Linked DNA regions of Sus scrofa: region 2 is linked to region 1. Evidence: chromatin contacts called from public Hi-C data. All regions are on one chromosome and are shown on one strand. Each heading gives the region's core, a stretch centred on a gene start, on an enhancer-like site or on the middle of the called end of the contact. The rest is flanking DNA. Distances are from core to core; before and after follow the strand shown.

Evidence for each region. Hi-C and Micro-C count contacts between places; a contact is called where the count stands out from the background.
Region 2: a Hi-C map of liver shows a contact between it and region 1, with 3 times the contacts expected there. The contact joins two enhancer-like sites. A contact is called at or near these places in 16 of 47 Hi-C or Micro-C datasets (alveolar macrophages, blood, embryonic fibroblasts and 9 more) and 2 of 2 datasets of contacts at active chromatin or transcription factors (alveolar macrophages and skeletal muscle).

What each region holds. Positions count from the first base shown.
Region 1 is chr6:6,640,588-6,645,243 of Sscrofa11.1, reverse strand. No RefSeq gene overlaps it. Among named protein-coding and RNA genes, the nearest start is that of PLCG2, 40 kb to the right of the region's middle. Within about 2 kb of position 1,738, at least 52 of the 83 cell types and tissues checked have an H3K27ac peak or open chromatin away from gene starts, as enhancers often do. A contact at or near this core is called in liver, retroperitoneal adipose tissue, skeletal muscle and 1 more, where this site is marked.
Region 2 is chr6:6,734,004-6,738,755 of Sscrofa11.1, reverse strand. The region is part of intron 2 of CMIP (C-Maf-inducing protein); the gene reads left to right. Among named protein-coding and RNA genes, the nearest start is that of PLCG2, 130 kb to the right of the region's middle. Within about 2 kb of position 2,040, at least 14 of the 83 cell types and tissues checked have an H3K27ac peak or open chromatin away from gene starts, as enhancers often do. A contact at or near this core is called in liver, retroperitoneal adipose tissue, skeletal muscle and 1 more, where this site is marked.

The sequences.
Region 1 (4,656 bases), core at 489-2,988:
ATAGGGTTTGATTCCTGGTCTTGCTCAGTGGGTTAAGGATCCAGCATTGCCACAGGCTGCGGGTGTAGGTCACAGAAGCAGCTCAGATCTGGCGTGGCTCTGGCTGTGGCATAAGCAGGCAGCTGCAGCTCCAATTGGACCCCTAGCCTAGGAACCTCCATGTGCCACAGGCGTGGCCCTAAAAAGAGAGGGAAAAAAAGGAAGAAGAAAGGAAAGCAGCTCTGCAAGCGAACGAGGGGCGGTGGGCTGCCCATCCGACCTACATCTAACGTCAGAGGCTGGGCAGCGAGCCTGGAATCTTGACATCAAGCTGAAGACAATCAAGTGTGTATCTGGGGCGGCTCAGCCACTGTCTCACTCAGAGTCTGTGCCCTGTGAGATGTGGATCCCATAACAGACCCAGGTCCTTCCACCCAGTGCCCATCATCCCACCCAGGAGAGCCCCTCTCCTCCGCTTCCCATAGCCTTCCATTCAGACACCCCTTCATTCATTCACTGAGCAAGAACCTTGAAAACGCTGCTGAGTGAAAGATGGTCAGGTCCACAAATTATAAGACTCCAGCCATCTGAGCGTCCAGCACAGGAAATGTATGGTGGCAGAAAGTCAGCTAAGAGTTGCTTAGGGCCGAGGGGTCGGGGAAAGGCCAGTGAGAGCTGCGGGGTAGAGGTTTCTTTTTAGTGATGACAACACCTAACATCGACTGTGGTGTTGCCTGCACAGCTCTGTAAATAAGCTAAAAACCATATGTACACTTGACTTAGGTGGATTGTATGGTATGTGAATTATGTCTCAATAAGCCAGTTTTTTAAAAAAAGTATACATTAAGCACCTCCTGTGTGCCTGGCACACTGCCTCCACTGCATACAGTCAGGGAAGAGGCAGCCATTAGACAAATAATCCCACACAGCTTTTTTTTTTGGCTGCACTCATGGCATGAGAAAGTTTCCAGGCCAGGGATTGAACCCGAGCTCTGGCAGCGATCTGAGCCACAGCAGTGACAACACCAGATCCTTAACCTGCTCAGCCACCAGGGAGCTCCCACAAACCTGTAAGCACACAACAGTGGTGCACAGAGCTAAAATGGAGCGAGCCCAAAATGGCCAGCCGGGAGGGAGATGGAGGAGGGAACAGCCATCCAGGCAGAGGAAGGGCAAGGGCGGAGGCCCTGAGGCAGTGTCTGGCCTTGGAAGGAACAGACTCTTAGGAGGCAGAAGTGTGGGGTCCCTGGCAGCAGGAGAGACAGGCAGGGCCCCTTAGGTCCTAGTCCTCGCAGTAGAAGGTTCCAGAGCAGAGGCTGAGTCTTGGGGAAGGGGGATATGATAATTTGGGAGTAGTTTCCATAAGCCCTGGGCTTTCAGTGGAAGGGACCAGAGGGAGCAGAGGTTGAGGTGGGAGGGACCTAGCTCCTCCTCCCGCATTCTCTTAAAATGTGCTTTCTCCCCGGGAGGGAGCTTCCTGTTACTGAAACAGGAAGTAAAGGCTGCTTCGCCAGCAGCCGGCGGAGAGCGGGCTGAGGACAAAGGGCCGGGAGGAAGCCGGGATCGGAAGGCGGCTGGCTCGGCTCACACCTTTCTGGCTCAGTGCACACCTGTCTGCCTCTAGTGGCCAGGACAAGACCGAGAGGAGGGCAGGGCAGCAGCTCTAACGCCCCAGATGTCCCAGCTGCTGCAGAACGAGGCTGGGGTTGCACCAGGCCGAGCTGGGGGCGGAAGGCAGCGTTCGGGGACTCCGGGCCCGTGACGTCAGTGTTGCCATGGAGACCCCCGCTGCCATCCGCACGTGTTGCAGCTTCAGGAGACCCTCGGGCTGGCGGGGACGGCTCTGCGGGGTTGAGGGAAGCTGCGAGACAGCCCTGGACCCCACCCCCACCCCCCAGGCCTATGGCTCTGCCCCCGAGGGCGGCCCGCGAGAGGGCAGGGTGCCAGTACCAGGAGGGGCTCCCTCCAACCCTCCATCCGCACCCCGAAGCCCGTCGACCAGACACATCTCCTCTCTTGCAGTCAGGGAGATGCCTTGGCGTAAAACGGCTCCGGCCTCCTCCGCGGCCCTTCCCCCAGTAGCGGCCCCCCCGCGCCCCCACACTCCTAGCGCCGTTGTTTTATCTCTAATGGCCCTTGGTTAAGGAACCTTTCCCGAGGCCTCCGAACACTGCCAGCTCCTGGGATCCTCAGCCCGGACCCAGCGAGGGGAGCTGGCCCCCTGCACAGGGATGGAGCCTGCCGGGGAAACGCGGTTCTCTTTGTCTCTAAATCTTGTTTCCCGATGGCCTTCTTTCCAATTTCTCTTTCTTTTTCTGGAGGTTCCCCGGGCCGGGGACTGAACCCAAGCCACCGCGGTGGCACGAGAGACTTCCTCCAGTTTCTTAAAGACACCTTTGGTAGCAAAATGTCCAGGCTACTTGAGAACTTAAATTTCACCTTCATTTCATGCCTCTTCCCCTTCCTGAGTCCCTACCTCCTCCTAAGTGGGGTGGGGGGGAAAGAAAGCTTGAAGGTAGATGCGGACTAAAGTGTTTTTGTCCTTGACCTTGTCTGGTCATTGTTGGCTGGCCACGGAGGTGCTGATTAAAAAAAAAAAAAAAAGCACAAAAGCACTAGCTAGAATTTGGGAGTTGTTTTATGTGAGGCCATGACTGAGGCCAAGAAGGCAGCCTCTCAGCGCTGAGGGACTGTCCTTAGGGGACATGGAGGAGCCAGGATACACAGGAGTTTTGCGGGCGGGGGGAGGAAAAGAAGCAAAAACATATAGTAGAGAGATTATAAAAGACTACTGCTAATCGCTCAAACCGGACATTGTAAATTAATGATTTTGGTGCCTTTCTATGTATGGGGAGATGCTGGAGTCTGGGCTTGATGAAATCATTCCTTTGATAGGCATCCTTAACTCTCTAGGGCCAAGTACCCTGTTTTTCTCCAGCCCCGATTCCCCTCAAGGTGCATCATTAGGAGTTCCCTTCGTGGCTCAGTGGCTAATGAACCTGACTGAGATCCATGAGGTTGTGGATTCGATCCCTGGCCTTACTCAGTGGGTTAAGGATCCAGCATTGCTGTAGGTCCCAGATGAGGCTAAGATACCGCGTTGCCCTGGCTCTGGCGTAGGCCGGCAGCTACAGCTCGGATTCAGCCCCTAGCCTGGGAACCTCCATATGCCATGGGTGTAGCCCTAAAAAAAGGGAAAAAAAAGAAAAAAAAGATGCATCATTAGCTGATGGCTTGATGGCAACTTTGTTGACTGAAATGACAGGATTTTTTTTTTTTTTTTTTTTTTTTTTTTGGTACACGCGTGTGCTCATAGCCCAAATGTGTGCTTTGGGAGGAACAGGGTGGGGGCCGCAGAAGTGAGGGTCCCCGTGTGCATTCCCCGAGGCTGCCTCCTCCTGAGGCCCATCTCCCACTGCTTCCTGCCTCGGGGTGGGGTGGGGTGGTGTCTCCCTTTTGGATGGGATGATAGTGGGAAACTGTCTCAGGATTGCTTCCTTCTTGGTGCCCTTGTGACTCCTGGAAACTCACACCTCCCTGACCTACAGTTTAGCTCTTCATTGGTCTGGGGACATTTGGGTTGTTTCCCCACCGGTATTTTTTAAAGCTTCCAGGTGATTCTGACGTAATCAGTCATGACAAATGAGGCCTCGGACCAGCGTTTCTCAATCCTGGCTGCGTTAGAATCACCTGAGAGCTTTCGGAGTTCCTGTCGTGGCTCACTGGTTAACGAATCCGACTAAGAACCATGAGGTTGCAGGTTTGATCCCTGGCATGGCTCAGTGGGTTAAGAATCCAGCGTTGCCCTGAGGTTGCAGACCTGGCTCGGATCCCGTGTTGCTGTGGCTCTGGTGTAGGCCGGCAGCTACAGCTCCGATTCGACCCTTAACCTGGGAACCTCCATATGTGCGGAAGAGGCCAAGAAATAGAAAAATGACACACACAAAAAAGAAGAATCACCTGGGAGCTTTTAAAAAACACTAGGATGGCTGGCGCCCCCTGCAGACCCGCTTGGTCAGACTCTCCGTGGGTGGGACCCAGGCTGCAGAATCATTTCCAAGTCTCTGCTGCCCTCTGGTGGCAGAACTGACAACAGCCCTCGTTACTGGGCACCACCCTCTCCGGGACTGGCTTGCCTGTCCACTGGGCACCCAGAAGGCCAGTCCTGGGCGTCTGGGGACCCTGTAAAGCTCTCCATATCCCACCTCCCCCGCTGTGCTTCCTGGCTGACTTTGCATGGCCTCATATCTGGAAGAACAGATGAGAGTATTAGAGAGGGGGCACTGGCCAGCAGACGACTCCACTTTGTATGGCCTTGAACAAGCCAATGAACGTGAGCCTTGGTTTTCCTGGTTCTCACTTGAGGATCACCACCGCTCCCTCTGACAAGTCCCCAAGATGCCAGGAACGACCCAGGGCAGCTGTCTCACCCTCGGGCACTGCTGACATTAGCGGCTGGGTCATTCTGTGTTCTGGGCTTGGTAGGCTGTCCAGCAGCAGGCCTGGGTTCCAGCCACGGGCTGCCAATAGCACCCCCCATTTGTGATCCTCAAAAGTGTCTCCAGGAGTTCCTGTTGTGCCTCAGTGGGTTAAGAACCAGAGTAATATCCATGAGGATGCTGGTTCAATCCCCAGCCTCACCCAGTGGGTTAAAGATCTGGGGTTGCCACAAGGTGT
Region 2 (4,752 bases), core at 791-3,290, 93 kb before region 1:
CTGACTTGCCTGGCCTCGAGTCAGAGCTCCCCCTGCCGTGCTGATGGGCGGCTAGGCCTGCAGCTGCTCCAGGCCCCCCCTCGCTGCCCCCTGCTCCCGTGGAGCCAGAGGCTGGAGCAGGATCGCAGGAGGAGGGGGAGGAGGAGGAGGCTGGCGGCTCCTGGGATTCAGAGCGGGACTCGGAGCCGGGTGAGAAGCAGACGCAGCCTTTGCCCGTCGCCCAGGGAGGCCCAGGTGGGTGCAGCTCTGCCTCTGCCCCTGCCCCTCGGTCTCTCCCTCGCTGACACTGTCACCACTTTACCTTGCTTCCTTCTTGTTGTCACCCTCCTCCCTCCTGTGATTCATGGGCGGCGTGTGGCCTTCTTGTTATATAAGCAGGTTCCAAATCATCCGAGAGATGGGCTGTGGGCTGGGAGGTCCGCATGGTTATGGGGGGGCCTGGGGGCGCATGGGGCCCAGGGTGGTGCCCTCAGGTGCCAGGCAGGGCGCCCCTTAAGCGCTGTGATGATGGTCAGCTGGCTTGTCCTGATTCACGTGACAGGCCCCAGAGCCGTCCTCCCTTGGAGGGGAGGCGCGGAGGGTGAGGACAGAGGCAGCCAGGTGTGCTCGGAGGGCAAGGCTGATGGAGCTGCCCCCCACCTTCTCCATCAGTAGAGGATGAGGGTGCCTTGAACTGTGCTGCAGCCAAGAGCCACGTAGGGTTGTTTGCATTCAAATTTATTGACTCAAGAGGGCAGTTTCTCGGTCCCCTGGCCCTGTTCCGAGTGTTCAGTAGCCAGGTGTAGACAGTGGCTACGGTTGTGGCCAGTGCAGGTAGAGAGCGTTTCCATCACACACAGGATGTGACCCCAGGGCTGTTCGCTTTGACCCTAAGCTCCGGACACCGCCTCCCACCCCACCCCCCAACGGGAAATAGCCTCAGGATACAGGGGCGGCTGTAGGACTCCAGCATCCCTGAGTGGGTTCCGTCCTGCTGCGCCTGGTGTGGCTGTGCTGGCCGTAGGGTGCTGTCGGGGCGCGGGGATCTGCCCGGCCTCTCTGTCTCTCTCAGCTTCCCCGTCCCCACGTGAGTCTCTTTGCGTGTCTCTCCCTGCCGCGCTCTCTCCACCCCTCCCCTCTGCCCTCTCTCCGTCTCCTGAGACGCGCGGCCCGTCTCCTGTCCTGTAGTTTGTTTTCTCTGCCGTCTTTCCAGGCCTCTCTCCACCCGAGCGCGTTCCTCTGTGTTTCCTGACTCAGTTCTCCCCTCTCTCCTCTCCTGTCCCCCCGCCCCCGCCCCTCTCCCAGCTGCCTGGTGAGAGTTTGAGTCCATTCTTCCCCCAGACCCCCGGGGAGCTAACCTGCCTGCATCACCAGCAGGTTAAGAAATGCTCTCGGGCAGTCGTGCCCCCTCTCTTGCCCGAGACACCGAGCAACACGCCAGCAGGTCCCGTCGCCAGACAACGGCGCCAGCCCTCCAGCCTGGGTCCAGTGGGTGTGTGTCTCGATGCTTTGTGTATTTCGGTGTGAGCTCCCTAATGCCGTGTTTTTAGAGCCCTGGGTGCAGAAAGGACCTGTGTATCTTCTTTCTTCCCTGAATGCCCTTTCTGCTGGCCCTTGGCTCTGAGGAGTAGCGCCGCAAGTGCAGAAACGTGTGGCAGAAGCACCGGGGTGCTCCTTGCCAGCCCGCGCGGGTGGGGGCTGCCCAGCGGGATTAAGAGCCGCGCGTTCGGTGGCGGGTCCTCTTCCAGGGATCTCTGCCTCCTACGTGGGTTTCCCCCTCTTCGTAAGAGGTGGACGGAGTCCACTGCTTGTAAAACAAGGGTCCGGGCGGGTCGAGATCAAGGGCTCCCTCCTTTCCCCGGAGGCGCTGCTGCGGCCACTTCCTGCAGTGACTTCTGAGGCCCGCTCTCCTTGCCGTTCCCAGAAGCCCTGGGGAGGCCAGGCAACTGTTTACCCCAAACGCTGGCGGGGGTGGGGGCGGCGGGGCAGGGACAGGGCGGGTTCCCTTCTTACTGGAAGCCGGAGAGAAAGACCTTTCCGGCCTGTAAAGCACGTGCTGTTTTTTCCCTAAGAAGCTGGGCGGGAAGGAGAACCTGGGAACAGTCACCCACGGGGCACCCTCAGCTGTTTTTCTCACCTCTCGAGACAATACAACAATGAGGGAGAACTTGGCAACTTTCGAAGAGGAAATTAGGCGGAATTTGCCTGGAACGAGGCCCTTTGAGTATTCGAAAGATTTATCACCAGGAGAAGTCCTGCCGCCTGGGCAGGCCTGCCCACTTCCAGGGGCTCTCTTGCCCAGGCTCCCTCAAGTGACCCCCAGGACTTGGAGCCAGGCCCTGAGTCCCGTGGGCCCGGGTCATCCAGGCTCAGCCATCACACGTCAGGGTAGTGACACTGCAGAAACCCACTCTGTCCCCGGGCCCGCTCCCCTCTCCCTTTCCTGGGAAGCCACTGAGAGATGCCTGGGGTTCTAGAGGTCCCCCTGCCCCCATGGCCTCTGTCCTTCTGAACTAGATTAGAAACTAGAGGAAGGAGCTGGACGGCCCACGCTTGTCACAGCCTCTCTGGCTTCGACAGGGGACATGTCTGTGAGGGGGCAGTGGCCACACCGAAGGTCACCCCCCTCTTCTGGAGGAAAGTTCTGGCCCACCCTCTGGTTCGAGGGGTGGGGCCTCCTGGTGATCGGAACTGGCACCAGGAGGCCCCACCCCTCCACCCGCATGATGCTTTCAGATTTCCCAGCCCAGTTCCTGGGAACCCAGCGGTAGGGAAGACAGGCTGTAGGGAGAGAGCAGGCTGTGCAGCCTTGGACAGCTGGGATCCCCTCTCTGGGCTTAAGATTGATCTGTAAACTGGACCCGTGATACCTGTCTCCCTGGGTGTTGCAAAGATCAGCAAGATTGCATGTAAAATCCTCAACACTTAGCACAAGAGGTGTTCGGGAAAGATCTGCCCAGACTGCTTCTAGGGCCCTCGTCAAATACGGCGCAGGGAAGAGAGGGCGTCAAGGCTGACTAGTTCTTTGAAGTTCACTGTGTGTGAAATGTTCTCAGTGAACAGAATAGGTATACTGACGCTTCATTCCCCCTGCTGTCCACTCCCTGCCCACCCATTTATCCACCAGTCTGTTCACCATCTGTCCATCATTCCACCCATCCCTCTGTCCATCCACCTTTCCATTTATCCATGTATCCATCCCATTAGTCAGTCAGGCAGTCAGTCAACAAACATTTATCTGAGTTTTATGGACACAGTGGTGAATAAGTCAGACATGCTTGGTCCCCAACCTCACAGAGCCCACGGGCTGGAGAGGAGGAAGACCAGTGATTACAGGACAGTGTCATCTGTTCGATGAGGTATCGTCACCTGACGTGGTGATGGGGGGCGGGGGCAGGCACCACTAAGACACCGGCATGTCGGGTGAGACCCAAAAGGCAGATGGTTGAGGGAGCGAGGGGCTGGAGGCAGTGCGTTCCTGCTGGGAGGGACCCGCCATGGGAAAAAGGGACAGGAAGCAGAGCGTGCCAGCTCGTTCTAGGCTGCGGTAACACAGCCCCACATTCTAAGTGGCTTGGAACAGCATGGGACTGTTTCCCACTCGGAGTGCGTGTCCATCCTGGGTCAGCTGGGAGCATGCACCATCTGGATGTTTCTGGTCAGCAGGCTGGGGGAAGGGACCCTACTAAATAGCGCACGGGCTCTTCAGGGCTTCCACCGGAGGCGACACCAGGCACCTGGCCGAGTGTTCCTGCCATGTGCCCGAAGGAGAGCTGCAAGCGTTGGGGAAGCACTCGGATGAGACCGCAGCAAGCTGGCCTCTGAGTTTCCTCATCAGAGACACAGCAGAAGAGACATTGGCTTAGAGTTGGGTCTTAACCTGTGGTCCATGCGTATTCTGAAACTGCCTGCACAGTTGCGTGTGTGTGTGTGTGTGTGTGTGTGTGTGTAGCGAGTGTGCAAATGTGTATGTTACTTGGGTACAAGTCCATCGCTTGTTTAAATCCCCCAAAGACTGAGAACCCTGGGTTAGGTGATACCTGAAAGCCCATTGAGCCTCTGAATCGAAGAGCCATTTGTTGTAGTGGCTGCACGTGGCCGAGGCTCCAAAGTGGAGCTGGCCCAGGGTTGGGGGACAGGGACTGTGGCCACCTCCCCTCCCAGCTGTGCTGGGGGAGGAATGAGCCACAGGTGGGTGGGAGGCCTTCAGTGTCTCTGCCTCCCAGGGCTGGGGGCGAGGTGGGGCCAGCAGCTCATGCTTTGCCTCACCTGTAATTAATTCACTCCTCAAGGAGTTCCCATCATGGCTCAGTGGTTAACGAATCCAACTAGGAACGTGAGGTTGCAGGTTCGATCCCTGGCCTTGCTGTGTAGGCCGGTGACTGTAGCTCCAACTCGACCCCTAGCCTGGGAACCTCCGTATGCTGTGGGTGCGGCCCTCAAGAAAATAGAAGGACGCCACAGCCCTGCCTCCCAGTGAGTGCCCACCCCTCACCTTGACTTCACTTGCCTGAGACCCAGAGTCCAGGGCAGGAGCTCCTGATTACTCAGCCCAGCTCGCAGTGGCCAAGGGAGGGGCCGATTAAAGACCTTTATTTTTTGTCTCTTTAGGGCCGCACCCATGGCCTATGGAGGTTCCCAGGCTAGGTGTCCAATCGGAAGTGTAGCCTATGCCACAGCCACAGCAACGCAGGATCTGAGCCTCGTCTGCGACCCACACCACAGCTCACAGCAACTCCGGATCCTTAACCCACTGAGCGAGGCCAGGGGTTG